2 separate regions of the Triticum aestivum genome follow, and region 2 is linked to region 1. The links are chromatin contacts, called in public Hi-C maps. All regions are on one chromosome and are shown on one strand. Each heading gives the region's core, a stretch centred on a gene start, on an enhancer-like site or on the middle of the called end of the contact. The rest is flanking DNA. Distances are from core to core; before and after follow the strand shown. Region 1 holds the start of LOC123169506 (GDP-mannose transporter GONST1). Region 2 holds the start of LOC123166241.

Evidence for each region. A called contact is a pair of places that touch in the nucleus more often than the background predicts.
Region 2: a contact with region 1 is called in a Hi-C map of leaf, with 5 times the contacts expected there. The contact joins the promoter of LOC123166241 here to the promoter of LOC123169506 in region 1. A contact is called at or near these places in 2 of 5 Hi-C or Micro-C datasets (both in leaf).

The regions. Positions count from the first base shown.
Region 1 is chr7D:413,084,815-413,089,161 of IWGSC CS RefSeq v2.1, forward strand. LOC123169506 (GDP-mannose transporter GONST1) reads right to left here and starts at 2,011. Exons shown (of 12, transcript XR_006484861.1): 1 at 1,725-2,011; 2 at 887-958; 3 at 509-734; 4 at 258-397.
Region 2 is chr7D:413,670,220-413,674,566 of IWGSC CS RefSeq v2.1, forward strand. LOC123166241 reads left to right here and starts at 1,891. Exons shown (of 2, transcript XM_044584013.1): 1 at 1,891-2,596; 2 at 2,691-3,620. The coding sequence starts at 2,252. The coding sequence ends at 3,290.

The DNA of each region.
Region 1 (4,347 bases), core at 761-3,260:
CTGTCAAAACTTAAGCATGAACACTGATTAAGGGGGGTGTTCCTTACACATAGTTCTGACATGTGAGAGTGAAACGAAGAAATAAAGTGTGGTTTTCATATTTTATCAACTGAAAGAATATTTAACAATAAAAATAATTAAGTGCTTAAATTCAGTAAAGGAGTCCATATTCTGGTACCAAATTGGATACAAGTACAGACTAACTATATGCACAGAAAATAGCGCTCAGCTAAATAATATGAAGATCTGACACATACCTAAACATGCTTGTGATTAGCATCCCGACAAATATAATGTTCACAGGCAACCAAACTTTGATTAACTTCCATGTTAATGGTTCAGTTGGGATAACACCAGAGAGGGACAGTGCAGAAACTATGGTCACTGATACAATGTTCTGCAGTAAAACGTGATGAAGACACTATCAATGTCACCCAACCATCATAGATACAACGCAGAAGGAAAACACAATTGCATGAGAAGTATACAGTCAGTAATATAAAATTACCTGGTAAATCATCAGGAATATTCCAGCGTTGAAACCATAGCCAGACAGCACAAACTTGTTAACTAAAATCATGCTGCAGGATGCTATGCAGTAAGCAAAACCAGACAGAAGGGACTGATTCTGAATGTTTGGGAGCATGAGTAAGTGTGAAGGCATATCTCTATCTTTTGAGGCCTTAACATCTTCCAGGTCTGTGTCATCAACACAGGAAGTTCCCATCGTAGATCTGGAGAATATATGAGCCAGAAATACAACGGGTTGTGTTAGCTTGCATGATGATTGCTTCCAAGATATCCATTGACGAGAATAAGGTTCAGAAGATGTTTTCAGATTATTTTATTTTTTTAAGACACTACTGATCAAGGGAAGCTTACATGCCTGTTGCCAATGTCTGGTGCTTTTCTCCCAGGAGGGGCGTCGGGATCAACATGAGTGACTAGCGGAGGGTTTCTGCAAGATAATGGAACTCTTCCAATCAACAGTAATCCAATTATTAAATCAATTTTCGCTGCTTATATCTTGTGAAGCATCTTAAATTAAAATCTGAACCCATGGACCAAGCATGTGTATTAAACCAATGGCACTTCAAACGCATCATACTAGAGGATAACTATAAGCATTTGCATTCTCCTAAAGAGTCACCATGCTCCCCTAGTTAAAATAAGGCTAAATTGATCAATTTCGGTGGGGTTTTCCAGTTATAGTTTTTTTTTGCGGGTTATAGTTAGCTTCAGGACTCGTACTGTACCTGCAGCAAAACTCCAGCCAATGGTACTAGTATTGAATATAATTCGACAGGACTGTACTGAGCAGTACATAAGTCGTCAACCTAGTACGCTCTGCAAGTAATTCCTATTTATTTGGAGCTTGGAGGGGCTAAAAGCCAAACTGCAACGAACTGAAATGAGGTTTCGCATGCCTGTACGCTTCAGAAGTAACCTGAAGTTGAGCTAATCAACAGAAATATACAAGGAAGAATCCGATTAACAATTTGGCGCTTCAGGAATCGAATCGCAAGTTCTGGAAACCAAGCGAACCTTTGAGCAGCCCAACCTAAGCACTACGGCTCCTAATCGGAAGCAAGGCACAACTAACCCGGCGTGAAATCTCAACCGCCGTACCCGAAGGGATCATCGGAGCTCAGGTGAGCCAACTGGTGCGGGAGAGGGACGCACGTGGAAGTTGGGAGAACGAGAGAGGCCGACCGGGAGCTCACCTGGAAGCCATGGCGCCGGAGCAGGGTCCCTGGGGAAACCGAGCGGCTCCCTCGTGGCCCACGGAGACGGTGGCGGGACTGTGCCGGCGAGGAGCTCGACGGTGTAGCGCGGCGGAGGAGCTGGAAGCGGCGGCGACTCGGAAAGTAACGGAAGGGAGCTGCTTGGCTTTTAAAATATCCGGCGGAAGAAGGAACGTTCGCAGGCTGACCGGTGGGCCCCCGCCGAGTCAATACAGCTGACACAGCTTGGCTTTGCGCCCCTGCGGCTACTGCTTTTACTCCTCGGCGCGCTGCGGCATCGGCCGTCTCGTCGCTGAGTACCGGGTCCCGCTTGCGCGCTGGTCCATGCTTCAGTGACTGGGAAGGAAGGCAACCGAGCTCGCGGCAGTGGTTGCGCTGTGCTGCGGATGTTGCGTCTGGTATTTGTTTCCCCTTTTATTTTGGGCGTGCAAAGTTTTCGTGGATTGAGCAAAGTGAGGTGGCGTGTTTCGTGCGAGTGTGACCGTCCGTTCATTGCAGAGGAGAGCCAGGAACAGGGCAGAAAAATGGTTTTATGAGGTCACATCTGTTTCTTACAGACGAACAGTGCTTAACGAACGAAAGATTGACAAAGTTTCATTTGGGTCGGCTGAGGAGCAGTGGCGGCGGAAAATATGGGCGTTGAGGAGGGCCGGCTAGAAGAAAGTCTTTTAAAACTGTGTTGTTCATAGGCCAGCACTATAGCGCGTGATCGGCCTAGGCGCCGGATGCCAGTAGCCACGGCCATTGGATTTAGCAAAAGAACGGTTCCCCCGGAGACCTTCCTCCTACTCACGCATCTCCATCTCGCGCAGCTCCCCCTCGTCGCCGCGCTCGCCTTCCACTCGCGCCGCCTGCGCTCGTCCTTGTGCTCGCTAGCAACCCGCCTTCTCCTGTCGCCGGTTGGCTCACAGCTCATAGCATAGAGTTAAACACAGGGTTTAGGGTTTTGCGTGGGTGGTTGACATCCAGCCTCACGTCTTAATATATAGACGATCACAATTACAATTACATACGTATACGAATACGTGTATAAGGACAATATACTAGACCCTACTTTACATGCCCCCTCAATCTGAACTACATACAAGATTTAGATTGGTTCTAAAACGGTCTAGCATCTGTCTAGTAGCGGGTTTAGTAAATACATCCGCTAACTGATCATCTGTAGAAATAAACCTGACTTCCAGTTCACAAGCAGCTACTCGTTCTCTCACAAAATGGAAATCAATCTCAATGTGTTTGGTCCGAGCATGAAACACTGGATTCGCCGTCAGGTAAGTTGCCCCTAAGTTATCACACCATAATATAGGAGTGCGCTGCCGTGGGACTCCAAGTTCTGTGAGAACTGAGTCTATCCAAATGGCTTCAGCCGCGCCATTGGCCAATGCCTTATATTCTGCCTCGGTGCTTGATCTCGAGACTGTGGGTTGCTTCTTCGAGCTCCAAGATACAAGGTTAGGTCCAACAAATATAGCAAAACCACCAGTGGAGCGCCTATCATCAACACAGCCTGCCCAGTCTGCATCGGTAAATATACTCACTCCGGTAAATCTGGACTTACGAATCCGTGGTCCCATGTCTAGCGTACCTTTGACATATCTCAGAATACGCTTGACTGCTTCCCAATGATCCTCCGTTGGCTGAGACAGGAACTGACACACTTTGTTCACTGCGAAGGAGATATCAGGACGAGTGAGGGTCAAATACTGAAGTGCTCCAACCACACTGCGATACCGAAAGGAGTCAGCTCTACCCAGTAGTGCACCACTATGACGTGAGAGACTCTCGGAAGTAGCAACCGGAGTGGAAGTGGCCTTGCAGTTCTCCATGTTAACGCGATGAAGAAGATCCAAAGCATACTTTTTCTGCGTCAAGGTCATGCCCCCTGAATGAAAGGACGCTTCCAAACCAAGAAAGTACTTGAGGCGACCCAAACCTTTGATGGGAAAGCTAGCAGACAATGACTGCACAAGACGATCCACCACGGCGGGGGTAGAGCCAGCAATCACAATATCATCAACGTACACCAGCATGTATATCTGTATTTTACCCTGGGAGAAGATGAAGAGAGATGCATCTGATCTGGAGGCAACAAAACCGAGCAGCGAAAGGCGCTGACTCAAACAAGCATATCAGGCACGAGGCGACTGCTTGAGACCATAAATAGACCGCTGAAGTTTGCAGACATGAGAGGGATAAGTGGCATCCTCGAACCCAGGTGGCTGCTGCATGTACACATCTTTGGCCAAGAACCCATGTAGAAAGGCATTGCTCACATCAATCTGTCAGAGGCTCCAACCACGAGACACAGCAAGAGACAGAACCAAGCGAACCATGGCAGGCTTCACCACCGGGCTAAACGTATCTCCGTAGTCAATCCCATGCCGTTGAGTGAAACCGCGAGCAACAAGACGAGCTTTGTGCTTATCAACAGACCCATCCGGACGATGCTTGGTTTTGAAAATCCACTTGCAGCTCACAATATTAACACCAGGTGGCCGAGGCACCAACACCCAGGTGTTAGTGTGACGGAGAGCAGAAAACTCCTCGGACATGGCGGCACGCCAGACAGGTTCACCCAGAGCATCACGATGGGAAACCG
Region 2 (4,347 bases), core at 641-3,140, 590 kb after region 1:
GCTTGTCTGCGCACCTGATACAATATATCCTCACATACGTTAGAGTAATGAAGGTGAACCTAAGTCTTAACTTTACTAAACTATTCCCTCTGTTTCTAAATATAAGTCTTTGTAGAGATTCCAATGTGGACTACATATATACAAAGCAACATGAGTGGATCTACACTCTAAAATATGTCCATATAAATCCATATGTAGTCCTTATTGAAATCTCTAAAAAAGACTTATATTTAGGAACGGAGAGAGTACAAAACAATCGTAATCTTAACCTTGTAAGAGAGGAGGGTGGTGGCAAATCGCCAACCGTGAGGTCCGTGACCTGGATCCAAAGTTGTATAATTGCTTCTCGAAAAGCATACATTTTAGACATGTTCACGTGTTTTGATTATTTTTATATTTAGAATGTTTATTGGATACTTGAGGAACATATGCAAGATTTGTATTTGAAAAGTATTTTGGTGATATTACAATTTTTATACAATGTCCTAGGGGCACCACAATCAATACTAGGGTCATTGCTCCGATGGGTCCAGGCTCCACCGCTTGAGGGGGTGTGAGGGGAGAGGACCCCACCCTCAACCCCCGCAAGGAATGAGGCTGGGGCTGACCGCGGGTTAGGGCCTTGGCGGTAGCGGCTAGGGTTTCTTGCGGCCCTCAGGTCACCAGAGGAGTCGCGCTATTATTTATAGATTTGTAAATTTTGAATTTGATGTTTGAAGTTGATATGCATTCATAGATTTTTTTTCTTGAAAAGTATTTCTGATACTGTTGTTACTAGAATTTGTTGTCGTGTTGGGTCAAAGCTGTAGATGGTGGTTGTCCAACAAACGCCAACTTTCCAAGGAGTAGATAGAGGGAGTATATGCTGGCACGTACGACCCAACATGTGCCCTAGAGAAACGGGGAGGGGAGAGGAGGGGAGGCCGGGCACGGGCATATATTGGGCATGATTGCTGGCCGGGTTGGAGGCCCGGGTGAGAGGGAGACGCCTCAAAAGGCGGCCACGCCATGGAAATGGGGTTCTTGTAGCGAGGACAGAGGGAGATTTGTACGGGTACAAGGAAACCCATCATTCCATTCCATTGGCATCCCATTCCAGCGAGCCGAGCCAGCAACCATTGATCCACGGGCAAGTACAGCACAGCACGTCCTACTAGCAAGGCTTTTCGACAAATCTCTCGGATTCCATGCCCGCCTTTGAAACTTTGTCCTCCTCCTCCTCCCCCTCTGCTGCTTCTCTGCGTGACACACATTGGTGCGGTGCATGCCAGGCGTACTACGTCTAGAAGAAGCAGCAGCTCCCGCCGTTCAACTCCTACCCACCCGGTTACACTACACAGACAAAAGAAAAGAAAAGAACGAAAATACATAGTACTACAGTAGTAGTAATGCATTTGGCTGCAACTGCCATATGGTATATGTCGCATTAATTTTGTGGCTGGGTGCAATGGCGAGCGATGCACTCTGTACGTAGTGATATGAAAGTGTAATGTGGGCACCTAACGCACATAACGTGGGTTTCCAGAAAAACGAAGAGGGGCTCCGTTGAGGGGCAGACAGGGGAGGGGCAGCGTGTGTTTCTCTTTGCTTCCCTGCTGCTTGATGGTGCGCCCATCCGAGGCCGGCACACAGGCCCCCCACCCGGATTCAATGGCTTGGCTGCTGCAGAATATGGAAAAAAGGCAGCAATGCCAGCTGCCAGCTCCAAGTGCTGAGTACTGCTGCTGGCGCATTTTTTTTCCTTGATTAGCACCAGCAAGTAATTAATCGCCTGGGGCAAATGGCAATGGTCCCCCTTGAGCCTGGAAGGAGTACGTACAACTCAAGACAGGGACGGAGCGGAGTGGAGTGAGATTCATGGGAAAACTGGCTTGGCTGGGTAGCTGATAGGCTAGCTGACTGAGTACGTTTTCCCATGCATGCTAGCTACTACTAGTACTCCTCTCTCATGGCGAGGCCAAGGGATGGCAGAGTGGTGGTCATCAAGAGAGAAGCGAGCGAGCAGAGCAGTCTTGGCAATGGCGATGGCCCTCTGCCCAGTCCCCAATCATCCTTCCCCCTGACCGCCGGACACCCCATCATTGCTTCCTCATACACCAACACACTCGCCTCCTCTCCTCTCCCTTCCATCCTCTATATATAGGCTGATCCTCTGCTCCAGCTCAGCCTCAATCCCCCATGCACCACCACACTCTGCTCTCACCGTTCCAGCAAACACACGCACAAACTTGAGTCGGCGGCAGAACCAGTCATGAACGGCTTCTACTCGTCCATCGCCCACGGCCTCGACGCGCTCCACGCCACACTGGCCTCGTCGCCAGACGCCGCCTTCATGTCGGCGCCCTTCCTGCAGCAGGCCGCGGCGCTGCTCCGGTCGCTGCACTCCCAGCTCGTCCACCTCGTGCAGCGCCTCCACCTGCCGCCAGGGGAGAGCTGGCTCGACGAGTACATGGACGAGACCTCCCGCCTCTGGGAGGCCTGCCAGGTCGTCAAGGCCGGCGCCTCCGCCCTCGACACCTACTGCGCCTCCGCGGCACGCATCGACGCCGCGCTGGACGACTGGCTCTGCAACCCCAACCCCCACACCGCCCGCCAGGTACGCTCCTCTCCTCTCCTGCCTCCCTATGCGTGCATGCTCAGTTGCTCACGCCCATAGCTTTGGCCTCCATTGATCACACAAATGCGTGCAGGTGATGCGTGCGATCAACGCGCCACGGCGGCAGGCCGTGGGGCTGGAGCAGGAGAACCGGGCGCTCGCCGAGACCAGGATCGACCCGGCGTCGCTGCTGCTCGACGACCGGTCGCCCGTGGAGTTCAAGCTCAACGCCTTCAACGGCTTCCGGGGCGTGCTCTACGCGCTGCGCAACGCCAGCTCCTTCCTCCTCATGCTCCTCGTCTCAGGGACCGTCTCCTGCCTCCCGGACCTCGCCTGCTGCGCGCACCCATTCCGCACCTCGGGCGCCGGTTACGTCTCCTCCATGGGCCGCCTGCGCCAGCGTGTCGCCGAGGAGATGGAGGCGGTCGCCGGCGAGCACTCCGGCTCCGGCATCATGATGTACGAGTTCCGGCAGGCCAGGGCCGGCATTGAGAGCCTCAAGACAGAGTTCGACAGGATCGTCGCCATGGGGTACGGCGACCCTGGCGAGATCACCGAGAGGGTGGAGATCATCAAAGGATGGGTCAGGATGCTGAGGTCAGGAGCCGAGGGTGTCGTCGGCGAGCTGGACGACTTCTTCGATGAGATTGTGGAAGGCAGGAAGATGCTGTCGGACCTGTGCAGCCATCGCTGATCCAAGCTCACAATCTGTACTTCTGCAGCAGCTAGCTGAAAGCCTGAAACAAACAGGGCATGGTAGATAGTACAACAAGGCTAACAAATTAGAACCAAAAAAATGTGGGTGTTCTTCTCTCTTGTGGTTGGGTAATCTAATCTAGCTGCTCTCTCTAGTCTAGCTATCATAGCAGCTAGTGTGTCTATACATATGTCCTGCACTGGAATATCATCATGCTTGTATTCTTCCTAAGCAGAGCGGGGCAGCAGGTGGTAGTGGCAGGCAGTTGGTGCTTAGGCCTATCTATTTGTCAGAATCAGAATCAGAATATATGTCCAGTAATTTTTAGGGGATCGATCTTAGAGGATGAATTGGTGATATAATAGTTGATGGTGAAAGGAAGAATCTGCATCGGAAAAGGAAAGCAGCTCTTTGCCCTTTTCTCGAATTGGAAAAGTTCTGTGGAGATGTGGGCAGCTTGTTGGGCAGAGACAAAAAGAGAGTTCTATAGGGTGTGTTAGAATGAGCCCTTGTGCTTGTCATCTTTTGCAACTTCTTTTTGTTCTTTGGCGCTAGGCTAATCACCTTCCTTATCATTGATCACTCCACTAGCTGCCGCGGCAATTGGCAGTGCAAAGATTGATTATTTTACTCACGATGGAGAAGATGAACAAGGCATGATTCTCAATATGATCTCCGACAGCGGTCATCGTTTTGGTTGCACAATGATGGGGTGACCTTCTGGAATCCGAACATGATGATCACCCCAAACTTAAGAGGCATCGGTTTGAGGAAAAGGAGCTGCAGCTGCAATGCAAAATTGATGGATTTAAGCTGCTTTGCAGGGTTATATACAGTAGAGAAATGATGATAAGCAGCAGCGTAAACCATGCTCCATACTTTGGGGAAAAGCTGACCATGAATCAACCAAATCGAATCACTTTTACCGAAATGGCGGCACCAGTCACTTTTCGCTAAAGTAGGATCTGCGGCAAAGAACCAAGAAAACATCAGTGGCATGTCACAGTTATATCTATCTTCAAAATTTTATCAATTCACCATCAACTGCTAAACA